Linked DNA regions of Dromaius novaehollandiae: region 1 is linked to region 2. A link is a contact called in public Hi-C data. All regions are on one chromosome and are shown on one strand. The core of a region is the stretch at or near the end of the contact, and the rest is flanking DNA. Distances in the headings are between cores, read along the strand shown.

The links. A called contact is a pair of places that touch in the nucleus more often than the background predicts.
Region 1: a contact with region 2 is called in a Hi-C map of liver, with 9 times the contacts expected there. The contact joins the promoter of TARBP1 here to the promoter of B3GALNT2 in region 2. A contact is called at or near these places in 2 of 4 Hi-C or Micro-C datasets (brain and liver).

Annotation. Positions count from the first base shown.
Region 1 is chr3:79,700,852-79,707,756 of bDroNov1.hap1, forward strand. TARBP1 (TAR (HIV-1) RNA binding protein 1) reads left to right here and starts at 1,646. Exons shown (of 30, transcript XM_064509242.1): 1 at 1,646-2,490; 2 at 3,184-3,281; 3 at 4,227-4,296; 4 at 5,268-5,416; 5 at 6,637-6,689. The coding sequence starts at 1,665.
Region 2 is chr3:79,194,070-79,201,454 of bDroNov1.hap1, forward strand. B3GALNT2 (beta-1,3-N-acetylgalactosaminyltransferase 2) reads left to right here and starts at 1,942. Exons shown (of 11, transcript XM_026109892.2): 1 at 1,942-2,205. The coding sequence starts at 2,103.

The DNA.
Region 1 (6,905 bases), core at 396-2,895, 510 kb after region 2:
TCTGTAAATGTGCAGGTGGCAGTATGGGACTGTAAGAGTTTTCATGAGAAGAAAGATATTTTGTGTGATTCACGCCATCAAGACTAAACTTTTTAAACACATAATTTTGTCCTGGTGTCTAATAATCTAATGTTGTGGCTCAGCTCAACAGTGTCTTTATGGCAACTGTATGATATGTTTCCAAAATTGTACGTGGGTATTTCCAGGACTTATAACTGATTGTCTGTAGTTTATACTGCAGTTTTGTCTACAGTCCTTTTCCAATATGATCAACTGCTGGAATGATGATCCATTGGAATTGTCCGATTGTGTGGTCACAGGGAAAAAACATTTACATTGTAACAAATTTCTAAAAGTTTTGAGGAAGTAGGTAGCCAGGAAAGAGAGGGAGAATATATTCATGTGCTTTGGAGGGAAAGATCAAGTGGTAACTCTACCTGAAAACTTTCAGTAAGTATTTCTTTTTCATTAGACACCTAAGAAGATACTGTTTAGCCAAAGTAACTCCCATATCCATTGGAAACCATGTGCTACTGCTCAGGTAATTTCTGGTCCACTGCTTTGACAGGACCAAGTTTGACATTTTCTATGGCGGTGTTTTCTAGGAGAGTGGCTTGCAACCACTTCTGATATGTGATCCCTAAAATGTTTTCATGGGAGTTGTACAACCTGTATGGTGAATCAGTGACGCTTACTGGAAACCAGCTTGTTCCGCTTAGTTACCTTTTGGCTATACTAGTGGCTATAACTAGTAAATTAAACTGCCTTGGAGTGTTCTCTGGCTCGGACACAACCTGTCTGCATGCAGGGGAATGCGGGGACTAGCACAGATCCAGTGCCCAGAAATGCGTCCCACTGCTGTTTGAGGCAGACGCAGGGTGTGCAGGAAGATCTTTGGTATTCTGCAATGACAGTGCAGACAATTCTGACCAGCTAGAAAATGCCTATTTATATTGGCATAAATGACAAAAACAAGCATGACAGAACAGATCACTTTGTGTATCAGCTGCTGCTTGATCTTGTGTTGTACTGTGCACCAAATGTAAACAGGATTTCTGCGGTCACACATGTAGGAACTTCCGCCCCCTCAAACACAATACTGATAACTACACATCCGGGGTGCTTCTATCAGGCCCTCCTGTGCTCAGTGTCTGAGGGCACATAGCGTCAACCTTTGCTTAGCAACCAAGATGACTGGAAGCTTTCCTATGTGCATGTTTATATATCTGTATCTATATCTATATTTGTATCTATATCTGTGCAAGTGTACGTGGTATAAATTTGTAACATCACATAATCCCATGACCCCAGAAGCCAGAGCTCATGGCCCTTCCGAAGCTTGCGTGATGGCCACAAAACTCATGCAGCTTTTCCCCATAACCAGCCCGTGGGAACTGCCTGCCCCTCAGCTCGCTGCGCACCCTCCCTTTTGCCTGACCGGGCCGGGAGTGGCGACGCCCGCCGCCCGACTCCCCTCACCGCGACCCCTCAGCGGCGCAAAGCCCGCCGGGAGCGCGGGCGCCAGGCGGGAGCCAAATCCCAAAGGCCGCCACCGGCGCGCGCCACCCGCTGGCCGCGCAGGCATGGCGAGCCAGGGCGGCGCCTGCGTCCCGCCCCCTCCGCGCCTGCGCAGACGCCCCCCCCCCGCGCCGGCGGCCGGCAGGATGGAGGTGGTGCTGGCCGACGCGCTGCTCGCGCGGTGCGGGGACCCCTGCGCTCTGTTGCGCGCCATGTGCGCGCCGCTCTCGGCGGAGCGCGCCGAGGCGCTGCGCCTCCTCCTGCAGCGCCTGGCGGCGGGCGGCCCGCCGGGCGCGGGCGAGGCGGAGGCGCTGCGGCGGGCCGCCTGGGAGGTGGCGCTGGAGCGGTGCCGGCCGCTGCTGCGCGGCGGGGAGGCGGCGGGCGGCGCGGAGCGGCTGCGGCTGGCGCGGGCGGCGCGGGGGGCGCTGCGGCACTGCGTGCAGCTCTGCGGGGCGCCGCTGGCGGCGCGCCTGGCCCGCGACGCTCTGGCCGAGCTGGCGGTGGGTGGCGGGCCGGGCGCCGAGGCGGCGGTGGAGGCGCTGGTGGCGGCGGCGCCGCGGCTGGAGGAGCCGGCGCTGGTGGAGCAGTGCGTGGCGGCGGCGCTGGCGCTGTTGCGGGAGGAGGGCGAGGGCGAGGCGGCGGCGCTGGTGGCGGCGCGGCTGCTGCCGGCGCTGGGCGGCAACGGCGCGGCGCTGCGGCGGGTGTGGGAGGGGCTGGTGGGCGGTGGCGGTTGCGGCGGCCCCCCGCGGGCGGCGCGGGCGCTGCTGGCGCTGAGCGGCCTGGGCGAGGCGCTCTTCGGGGCGGCGGCGCTGGACGCGCGGCTCTGCCCGCGCTTCTGGCGAGTGGTGCAGGAGGGGCTGACGGAGCGCGACGGGCTGTGCCGCAAGAGGGGCCGCTACCTGCTGCAGCGTGCCGTGGACGCGGCGGCCAGCCAGCGCACCGAGCTGCGCTGCCCCCCGGACGGCGGAGACGGTACGGGGGGGCTGGGGGCGGGCGGCCGGCAGGGAGGGCCTGCGCGCGCCTCTGCGGCTGGCTGTGGCTTGAACCTGGGTGGTGGGGTGAAGCGGTTAGAGATGGCGTCTTGTACTCTTCTGTAAAATGAAGATATTGTTTTGCATGAGTCTTCTGAGGTTTTATTAATCTTTGGGGAGAGTTTAGTTTCACTGTTTTGATGCCTGAGTCGTCGTTTTAAGGCACAGAACAGTGAGAGATGCCATCCTACTCCGATGCTTAAAGTAATAAAAGTTGGTGTTGGTTCTTGCCAGTGCTGAGCACGGAGTTTGCACCTGGCGGGTTTCAGCCCCCCTGTTTTGAGGCAGTGGGTAAGAGGGGAGCTGAGCAGGGAATGCCGTAAATCCTGAGGAGTATTGTCGTGTTTTGCTTTTTAATCAAATGGGTTGACTCGGAAAAGGCAAGGGCAACTAAGTGCTACATGGAAATTATGAAAGGAAAGTTTTGTGGCCATACATTTCCATGTAGAGTTTTTTATGATGGACTTGCTAAGGCCAAGTTTTTTATTTCCTTGGCAATGAGGCAGGGGAAAAAACAAGGCTCACTCTCCATCTTAGACAGTCCATCTTTGCATTTAATCTTTTGCTTAAATACAATTCCTGTAGCGCTGTTTAAATAACCTTTTTCTTTTCCTTTTTAAAATTTTTTAATTAGATTCAAGTCTGTTTTGGTGGTCTGTTGAGAAGAATGAAAAACTTCTACAATTTTGGGAAACTTACATTTTGATAATGGAAACTTTGGAAGGAAACCAGGTAAGGGCACCTTAAAACCTCTGCTTACAGTTTATGTGATTTGTTATTTTTGGTACATACATTATAAATATTTATTTAGATAAAATCTATCTATTTGTAACAATTGAGGGTGTTTAAATATACATTAAGAAGCCTATTTTTTGATTTTAAATTAAGTTGTGAACATGGAATGTGGAATAAATTTGAAAAATCTGGAATAAATTTAGAACTCTCATCTATCTTAAACAATTCTCTTTAAAGCAGTAGGTTGAGTTAAGAAAGGAAAACCTGGATTGCAGCTTGTTGTAAGACCATGGGTACCTTACATCTTAGGGTCGTTGGGGAAAATCAGGCTGTTGCACTCAGTAACTTCTTTTCGGTAGAGGGCACTACATCCTTAAAGTAAAGCATTGTGGGGTCTTGGGTGAAAATGACATTGCTTGACTTAGCGTTGCTTGACTTAGTCCTGTGTTCTTGGCAGAAAATTTCCTGTTGACTTCAGGCCTGTATAACTGCATAGTATTATGGTAATAATTATCAGTTGTGACTTCCATTTTCAATTTATTTTATTTTATTTGTGTGTAATTGTCCTGTAACTAAGAGAAATAGCATTTACCAAAATGTTTAATTTTAGAGTTTTGTGCTCTTTTATTTGAAAGCCTCGTGTTGCATTTTCTATGAATAAAATCATTAGTTGTTAGGAAGTTGTGTTCCCATGACACAGTAGCATAAAAGTGTGGTTTTTTTCTTCAGTGCTAAACTAAGATCTTAACACACAAGTGTTACTTACCATATCCTAGGATCAGTTGCACAGGCATTGATTAGAGTATACTTATTTATTTAAATGCAGTTACATAACCGGTTAATATATTAAAGCTCTTCATAGTAAATTCTAGCCTGTGACTAAATGCTGGATTTTAGGTTTGAGATGTAAACCACTTATGTAATATCTGATTTGTATTGCAGATCCATGTCATAAAGCCAGTATTACCAAAGTTAAACAGCTTGTATGAGCATGCTATATCAGGGAAAAAAGGTAAGATATAACTCTTCTCAGACATTTTCTGAATATTAGACTATGAAGCCTGGCTTTTTATTTTCTTCGTAGTTTTAGTAGCAGCACTTTATGTTTTGTTTTTCACATCAGCTGTTTTCTGGGTAGCCATGCCATCATTTGAGAGTCTGCTCTGTGCATAGGTAGCTTGGCAAACATGCACAGGCAGGACCATTCTGGTCAGAGATGCAATATAACAAAAAACGCACAACAAGAAATCTTAACATATGACAGAATTACTTACTGCATTGTTATGAAGTATTTTTCTGTCAACTAAGACCAGCTAAATGGGTCTTTTTCCACTGTTTTTTTGTCTTTACTTGAGCTAATGTGAAAACAAATGAAACTAGAGATTCCTGGGCTAGGTCTTCTGAGCCAAGTTACCTGGACAACTCTGTGAAAGAAAAGAGAAAGGAGAAAAAAAAAAAAACCCAAAAAACCCAAAACTCAGAAGTAGGGGAGAGAGAGGAATACAATGAATGCTGAGACAGCACAGTGAAGGATGTAATACAGTCTTTTTTAGAGCAAAATGGAGTGCATCTAATTAGGTAATACAAGTTGTTAGAAGTTAAAACTCTCAGATTTGTAAAGTGGAAAGATGATTAACTGAGTGCTGCAGGTGAATACGTTACTGGGACAACAGTTGCAGAAGAGGACACGTTTTTCGTATTTGTTAGTAGTTTTAAGTTGTAACTACTAAAATCAGAGAGTAAGTTTTAAAAGCCATGTAGATAAATATTTGTGGTATTGGAGATCTATTCGGCTATTTTTATAAATCAAATAACTATAGTCATTGTTCTGAAATGTGTTGTGCGCCGTCATGTTCACTAGGATGTTAGTAACTTGTGTGTTAGTTTGATGCATTTCCTTAAAGTGTACTGTTGCATAAACGAGCGTGCTGATGTGTCACTGTTGTTTCTATATCGGTTTAGAAGAATTTGCTTGTGTAACAGGTTGTTGGTTGTTTCACCCATCTTGGCACATGTGCATCTATAAAAGAATGTTTGAGAGCGAGAATAAAACATTGACAAAGGAAGGCATTCTTCATTTTCTGGAGCTTTATGAAACAAAGCATCTTCCAAATTCACTGGAGTTTTTGGAGGTAAGGGTGCTTTCCCTGTTACTTGCCAGAACAAACAGATGTTTTAACTTGTAGTATCTATTACATTATTACCTCAGTAGTGTTGAAATTAGACAAATTCTATAAAAAATGCCCTTATATTTAGCTGTACAAGCGATAGCAATATTTGTAAGTGGTGTCAAATATAAAATTACTTGAAAAATTGCCACCCTAGTAAGAATGCGTGTTAAAGTGCAGTCGTTTATCCCCCATGTTTCAAGCTAATGCTCTCCAGTTGAAGCTAGCACCCAGTTTATTGAAATTTCTTAACAGAAATGAAAACCATGAGGTGGAGGTAGGGACAGGGAATATTGATGCTTCAGATATCTGGGGCCCCTGAACCTCTCCAGAACTGCTGATTGTCTTTATTGAGCAGAGTCTTGGCTAAACTTGTTGAACAGACCTTAAGTCTGTGCACAGTGTCTCCTACTCAAGGAGGTAGTCTGAAGATCCATTTTTAAATCTACTTGTGAGGGGGTTTGAGTATCTCTGTAGTATAATCAGTATATTACATATATTACATATGGATTTTGTATATGGAATGAGATGCTGTAGGTTTAAGCTAGCTTTTATTAGCATTGCCTGTAGGCTGACTCCCCAGCCAGCCTATGCCTTAGTAAGGAGTGGTCTGTGTTACACTATTATTTCTTCCTTCTCTCCTTCATAGAAGGAACATTGTCCTCAAAAGCTAATGTTTCTGCTTTCTATAAATTAAGTCAGCTTCTTGATAGCTGACTTGAAATCCAGTCAACCTTAAAATAAATAAATACATACATTACACACCTGCGCACGCACAGACACATGTACACATGTATAAAAAGTATAAAAAATTCTAGAATCCTCCTAACAGTGTTGGCCTGTAGTCTTTCTCCTATTTCATGTTTAAGTATCTTTTTTCTTATGTTGAGTGCCATCAGTTCCTCCATCCATTTTCTGTAATCATTTCTTATTTGCCTGTGCCTTTCACAATGCTCTGTGAAATATACCTAGTGAAAAAAATGTTTTGCTTGTTCATTCTCCTGCTCCCACTTCTCTTTTGTTCCTTGTGCTTTGGCTGCTCCTTCTGCTACTACTGGCAAGAGTTCTCTAATTTCTGGCTCCTGCTGTCCTTTTAAGGACAGGTGAAATAATTCTAGTTAGCCTCTGTGTAACAATTCCTTTTGAAAGTACATTTAGCCATTGTTCTTTTTTTCTTTTATCAGTTTGTTATCGGGCCATTAATGGATGCCCTTTCAGAAAGTTCTCTTTATAGCAGGTAAGATGCTGATTATTAATTATATTATTGGAAGTGTATTCTAATAATGCTGATTTGAGTATGTTGGTAAAATCTTGTATAGAGGAAAACACATTAACATACAAATGGTATTTGCTACATTCCCTCATAGGAAAAGAATTTCTCAGGAAAGGTGTGTGGCTATGAGTAAGATGAAATAGGTTGAATTTCATCCTAGCATTAGCAACATAGGGATGC
Region 2 (7,385 bases), core at 692-3,191:
TCGCACAAATAAAGATTAACTAGGGAAGGTTTTTTTTCCCTAGTCCTTCGGAGCTACTATGAGCACAAGAATGAAAGTCAGAGAAAAAAAGCTACTGCTCTGTCTCTTAGGTTGTCTCTTATGTATGTCTATAATCAAAATAATAAAATATAAAATATAATATAATCTCTAATAATAATAATATATAATATAATCCATTATAATCAAAAGAAGTTCTATTCTGAGGTGTGACCAGTCTGCAGGACCTCAAGGCTACTTGGCCTTACAATCAATGGTAACAGGTTGGGAGGACCACCTGCTACCAGGGGATGACCAGAGTACAACATACTCTGACTAAAATGGCCATCCTTTAGCACTCTGTCTCTGCTTTAGCCCATTATGGCAGCCAGGATAGAGTTTCTCTATCAGGGCTACATCTGTTTTGAGATGTGGTCTTCAAGGACGCCTTCCATACAGTTCAAAGCCCTTCCTGCTTTCCATGGCACTAAGCAGAGGCACGGAGCTGAGAATGAAACATCCATATTCACCTTCTGGCTGTTTCACAGAGTTGTGAGTGACCACTGACGAATCACTTGACATCTCTGATCATTTACTCAGCTAAATAGCAGCAGAGCCTCTTCTCTGGCCCTTGGGATGGTACGGCATAGCTTGCATCTCTACACCTGAACTCTACCCCCCCCAGAACAGGGTGGTTGTATGGCCTCCTGGGGACAGTCCCCAGCCCATGCTATCCCTTGGGATGGTGTGTGTAAGTGCTGGTAGGCCAGGGCCAAAACTGCGTCAGGGATATCGGTGGCGTACCAGCAGTTAAACACTATGGACGGCTGTGCTTGCATTGGTGCCCTGGCTCTGTTCAGTTTACTGCTCCAGACGCAGCCTCCGTGTCTCAGTTCCCCTCTCTGTGGAAGGGGTAAAACAATGCCTAGTTTTCAGGGGTGTTGTAAAATATCAATAGCAGCAGAGGGAGCTGCTACCACAGAAAAAACAAGTGTTGGCGCTTCCATTTTATAGCAGTATTGTAGACATGTAAGGTGTCGCTGTTCTGGAGTCAAAGATTTGATTTGATACATGCTTGGCGTGTCCATGCATCTTATAAGGGATTGTGAGGACACCTAATCAGGAAATGGATTTAAATGTGCGCATTTCAGATTTCTGATTAAAAGGGAGTCCGAAAAGTAACAGGACAAGCAACTTTTCCACTGAGAAGGAAAGAACTGAAACAGTAATGTATTTATACCATTTGAGATGCACTCAGAGACATCCCCGATTAACCTTTTGGCATGGGGCATGAACAAAAACTGTTCTTGGAGCAGCAGAACTAGGGAAGTCAGGTGTCCTCCGCAGCCACATCCTTTCCCTGTGTGCTCCAGCCTCTCCTGCTCCCCGGGCTCCCCGACACTGGCCCGGCCTCGGGCCTGCCGCCTGGGGCTGCCAGTGCCGAGCAGGGCAGAGGCCCTTTGGAGCCCGCGGGCCACCGCCTCGGAGCGGGTTTGGAGGCGGTTGAGCAGCAGGTACCGAGGTTACAGGAGGCACCAGCGGATGGACACGGCGGTGCCACGCTGCCCCGGGACGCCAGCACACACACAGGCAGCTTCTGATCTGCTAAGTGACCCCGACGCAGCTAACTCCTGCCACGCGTTTCCTAGGTGCGTCGCTGCCTCACGGTCAGCTACCGGCACCGCGGAGAGAGGAAAGGGGGGGCCGGGCGCGGCGGGCACCGAGGCGCCCGCGCCCTCCCGGGAGCCGGGGCGGCGGCTCTCCGCCCCCCTCCCCGGCCCGGCCCGGCCCGGCTCCCCCTCCCGGGGCCGCAGCTCTCCGCCCCCCTCCCCGGCCCGGCCCGGCCCGGCCCGGCTCCCCCTCCCGGGGCAGCCCGCGCCGCCCCGCGGCATTGTGGGGGTTGTAGGCGGCCGCCGCCGCCGCCCGCGCTGCCGCCGCCCGCCGGGGCCGGGGCGGGACTGCAGTTCCCGGCGGCCGCGGGGCAGCGGAGCCCGGGCCGGGCCGGCCGAGCGGCGCGGGGAGGAGCTGCGGGCGGCCGAGTCGGCCCGTAGCCGCGGCGCGGCTGGGGGAGGCCGGCGTGGAGGGGACGGGGCTGGCTGCGGCCAATGCGAAATTGGCTGGTGCTGCTGTGCCCCTGTGCGGTCGGGGTCGCGCTGCACCTCTGGCTGCTGCTCAGCTGCCCCGGCGGCCCCGGGAGGCACCCGGCAGGTAGGAAAGAGGCGGGCGGCGGGGGCTGCGCGGGGCACCGGCACCCTCGGCGCGCACGGCTGCGGGGGCGGCGGGCGGGCTTCCTCCCTCCGGGAGCCTGGCGAGGAGGGGATGGTGGTCGTGGGGCCGGCGGGGCGGGGGGAAGCGGAAACGGATCGGGCTGTTCGGCCTCGGTCAGTTCGCGGGTCTCGGTGCGCGCGGGGTGTTTTTGCCGTGGGGAAGGGGCGAGGCGAAGCGGGCGGCGGCTGTTGGCGGGAGCGCCGCGGGCGCGCGCCGCTGCGCGGGGCGAAGGGGGGCCGTGGCCGTTAAACGGCTCGCGCGGTCCCTGGGCGGGGGGAGGGGCGGGCGGCCCCTGCGGCCGTTCCTGGCTCTGGGGGGCGCTTGCCGGCCGGCGGCGCCGCCGCCGCTGTGCGGGTCTGGGTGGTGGGAGGTGGTCTGCAGAGGGACAGGGCGTGAGGGGCCTGTCTGGGTTTATCGGGGAGAAAAAACAACAACAACAACAACAACAACAACAACAAACATTATAGAGAGCAGGAGAACAAGGCTGAGCTGCTGTTTTTAAACTGGAGGTGCTGTAATTCCGCCAAGGGATGGCAGAGAGTACGTTGGAACTTCCTTGGGCGGCAGCAGCTGCCTCCATCACAAGCGCCTCTGCACCAGGAGTGCAGTCTTGCTCCTACTGAGATGTGCGGTGGGAAAAAAATTTCGCTGACTTTTATTTGTGTGGGATCATACCCTATCCTATGAATAGCTTTTTGCACTTTGCTATGTATTAAAAATCCCTAAAGACATATGTTGCACTCCTCATAAAATGAGTTGTGTTTTTTAGGCCCCAAATCAGCTTAAGTGGTAGAAAACAGGCATCCATTGGAAGAGAAACCAACCAACTGTAGATACTGTTTGAGGACATTAAGAAATGTTCTTTTTACAGAGTGTCTAAAAATAAGCAGGAATTTTTTTTTTTTAACTGGAGACCTGCTTTGAACTTTGTCTAGAGACCCAGCAGTCTGTTCATTAGCAAAAACACACTTTATTACCAGTTCCTGTTACCTCTGCAGAACATACGCAACTGTGAGGAAACTGGAGTCTGTTTGCTGATTGCCAATGATAATTAATAATGCAGGTGTGAAAGGAGCAAGGTCAGTGAATTTGAGTAGTCTGAAAGCCACAGAGTTGTGCAGATGTCACTGTATTCTGGTAATTGCATAACAGATGAGTGGTAGTGGCACTTGAGTGATAAGAGAACACAAGTTACTATTATTAGCCTGAAATGCGTTCAAATTGTCTGGGTTGTTTTGTTCTTCATCTTTCATGGTGCCGTTCTTGTTAATTCAGTGCATTGATTTGCAATTTGAAGTAGCAATGTGGAATCTCATGATGACCTTCTCTACAGAGCCTTTTTTCTCCTAACATTCATTTTCTAAAGAAAATCCAGAAGAAAATCCACTGCGGGATGGAGGGGAGAAACATTCCTGTTTGCGATTTCAGTGTTACAAGCAGTTGTTATTGGACTTTGTGCTTATTATTGTGGAATTATATTGCATTCAGTAGTGTTAGGACAAGAATATATGTATTTTTTTAACACACTGTCTCTTTCTGGATTAAAAAAAAGTAAAAATGCATCCTGTTTGTGCAGAGGTTATGGAGTCATAACCCGTTGAGTAAGTGTTGATGTTGAGGGGAGAAAGACTGATGCTTCCTATAAAAAGATGACTTCTATCATCCTTAGGAAAATGCTCAATATTATACATCTACTGTCTCCTTATAGGTTGATCTTCATATGATAATTTAAAGAGTTTGCCTCCTAGCCTTTAGAAAGTATTGTGTAACATACAAGCTGTAGGTATGGCTGCCTTGGCAGCGTAAAGAAGGATGAGCTAAGGGACCTCTTTTATCTCTAATGTCTCATGTACTGTTTTTTTTTTATTTTTTGAAGTGTTTTAGGAACATTAATAAATTAGTATACAACAGAGTAAGAAATACCTCTATTTATTAAAATGCTTCTTGGACCTGAAACTATTCAAGAAGGTCTGGTACTACATGATAAAGCTAGTCTTGTTTCATTCAACTGAGTAACTTTGTTTTTTCTCCTGTTTAGTGCTTTTGCTGCTTTTTTATTATCTACTATCTGGAATCACTGGCATGACTAAAAACTAAATTTGATCATGGGACAGTATTTTACAATAGGTGTGACATTAAAAATATATTTTGTTAGCCTACATAGTGTCTCAACAGTAGCGAAATTAGCTATCAGCAGAGGCCAAAGACAGAGCTCTGTTAAGCTGGGTTTGCAATGCTTTTTCTTCTCAAAGTACTGTGGATGTAACTCGTGATGGTTTTACAGTTATAACTGAAATCTCCATTTATACACTGTATTAACTGTTACTCTTAGCAATCTGTGGTTAGTTAGTTGTTTCCCGTCCTTAAAAACACAGGAGTAGAGCAAAGAAAAGTATTTGTAACTGTTTTTATCAAGGTAACATAAACTTTTTTTTAATTCGATGTTACTTTGTACTGCAAATGCAATGGGAAATTAAAAGCTTCAACTAATATGTTCTTTTTTTAAAAGCTTAATTCCCCTCTCAATAATTGTAGCACCAAAAAAGAATGGAAATATCTATAAAAAAGATGATGGCCTATTTTAATGATTTAGTACCTACCTGTCATGACTGAATTGTGAGCACAAGACTAGAATGGACCTTTTGGGCCATCGAGTCTGTTTACTTTTTCTAATAAGCAGCTCTTGGTGTTTGTCTTAAAATGGCGGCTGGGCAGGTTATATTTGTTTAGTGAAGGGTTGGGATGGCTTTTTGTTTGTTTATTTGGATTTCTAGCAGTCTTTGGAATAGGCTGCTCCAGAAGTTTATTGCCCTGATTAGAAATGTTTTCTCACTTGTGGCCTAAACTTACTTGCAACTGGTTGATGCCCTTCTATTCTTGGACCAATTTTGTCCTTTCTGTTAAGAGTCTTTCTTCTCCTTCAAGTACACTTCTATCATGTAACTATAGAGAGCTAAGGTATCTGTTTTAAACCTTTGTTTTCCTAAGCTGAACAATTCAGGTATTTCTAATCTCTACTTGTGAAATAAGCTTTCCATTTCTCTTGTAATTGTAGTGGTGTATTTCTGTTGTTTACATCTAAAGTCATCTGACCTATAGGCAATGTTCTGGACAAGTCTTCACTCAGTCCTCCTACTTCTCTGCCCCTATTGGAAGTACTTCCTTTAATAAATCCTTCTTCACAGCTACCCTCTGCTAAAAGCCTGTTGTGAACCTGCAGATTGTGGCCCTCAGAGTCACCCATCTTTCCCTGTACAGTATTCTGATTTTCCCATGTTTGTTACAACTTTCACCTTGATGTAACAGAAGGTGGTAAAGTGTGCTTCTGGGAGGCAGTACCCATAAACTGAAAGAAATAAATAGGATCAGTTCCAAGACCTGAAGGCGCACTGGCCTTTGCCTTAGTGTCCTGGCTCTAGTGACTCTTTGCTGCTCTCTTCTTGCTCTTCAGTTAATGGGACTGTAATTTACACTTCCAAGCAGGGCTTTGTGTAAGAGTATGTTTTTATTTATGAAGTTGAAGTCCACATTTTACGGATTACAAACAGTAGCTATCCAAAGGAGATTCCTAGGTAGAAAGCTTTAGTTAATTTTTGTAAAAATCTTAGAGAAATGCTAATTATAAAATTATTTGAGAAACTTAAGTAAGAAGAAAAGACCTGCTTTTAGCACTCTAGTTGGATTCAGTGCTTTGTTGCTATTTGTATGTTTTGATTGATAGCATGAGTCTGATGAGGATGCCTTCTTGAATAGGAAAAATTACTCCTTTTGGGGCCTCAGTTAGTGTATCTAATCAGAAAGCCTCACACATTAAAATGCAATATACTAGTTCTTTGCTGATGCTAATGCCTTTTAAGACATTATTCCGGTTATGTTTCTGGGGCGGTGTGGCAGCTAAAATTTGGTCCTTTTTTTTTTTTTGAGTCATTCTTTTCCTAGTGAATATTTATGCAATAAATTAACCCCCCCACCATTTTCTAGAAACTGCTTGTACACCATCTGCTGTCTTTTGGTTCAGCACGTATTTCTGCAAGCATGGGTATAATGGAACTGTTACAGGATTGGTTAGGCTCGTGTTTAGTGATTTACCTTGCAGAATTAGAGTTACGTCCTGCATAGACTAGCCTGTGTGCCTGACAGGTGACGGGGGAGGAGGGAGATTTTAACCTGCTTTTGGCTTTTCAATATAGAAATAATATATGGAAACATCCTCTCAGGTTGTGAATGATACCATGCTCCATAAGAAGAACATCTACCAAAAGGCAGTACTTTCTTAAGAAAAGACGCCTCTTGAAATATGATAAGTTTACCTGTCAGGGAGTAGCATATTGCTTGGTCACAAAGTTATTTTACCTTTCATAAACATGTAAAGACTAATAGGTTGATGGCCTTGGAAATTGAAATTTGTCAACAGATCAGGTTTGTCATTGGCAATTGGTGTGCAGTTCTGGCTAAAATGCCAGTTGTCTCTTGTCTTTGATCTATCAGATCTTACTAGAACATTGTCTTTCAGGGATGGACCATCCATGAAATGAACATCCCACTGATGTTTGGTGGGCATGAAAGGATTGACAAAGAATCCACAACAGAGCTGTGTTTTTGGTTTTGCCATGCACCTTATAACCCGTACCAGCAATAGTCAAGAGCTCTCTCTTGACTGTCTGTGCTGACAAGTACTTGCAAATGGAATCAGGATTTTTCTTTTTTTAAGCTGGAGTCATCCTGTGGACTGATGTCCGTTATCTAGCAAACTGCTAATGAGCAGTACTGTGGGGTTGCATTTTTGATGCATTTGGTATTGAAGTAAAGGGCAAAGGGCATACCACTTCTGCCAGAGTTTGAGAACAAGGCTTGTGGCTGAAGGAATTTTTTCACCAACTCTCTTCTAAATTGACCACTAAATAGAACAGCCAGAAGGAAGCAAGCCGCCTTCTCTAGGAGCAGGCTTTTTGTCCCATGTCGTCAGCCATTGGTAACTACTGTTTTCAAAGGATAAAAGTGCTGTGTTTCCAAGAAACCCAGCATCAGGCTTAGATGTTGCAAGAAGGTTTTGCTTTTTTCCTTTTGTGCCTGCACCTCTGATGCTTGGCCTGTCCTGTTGTTGCCTGATCTGACTAGAA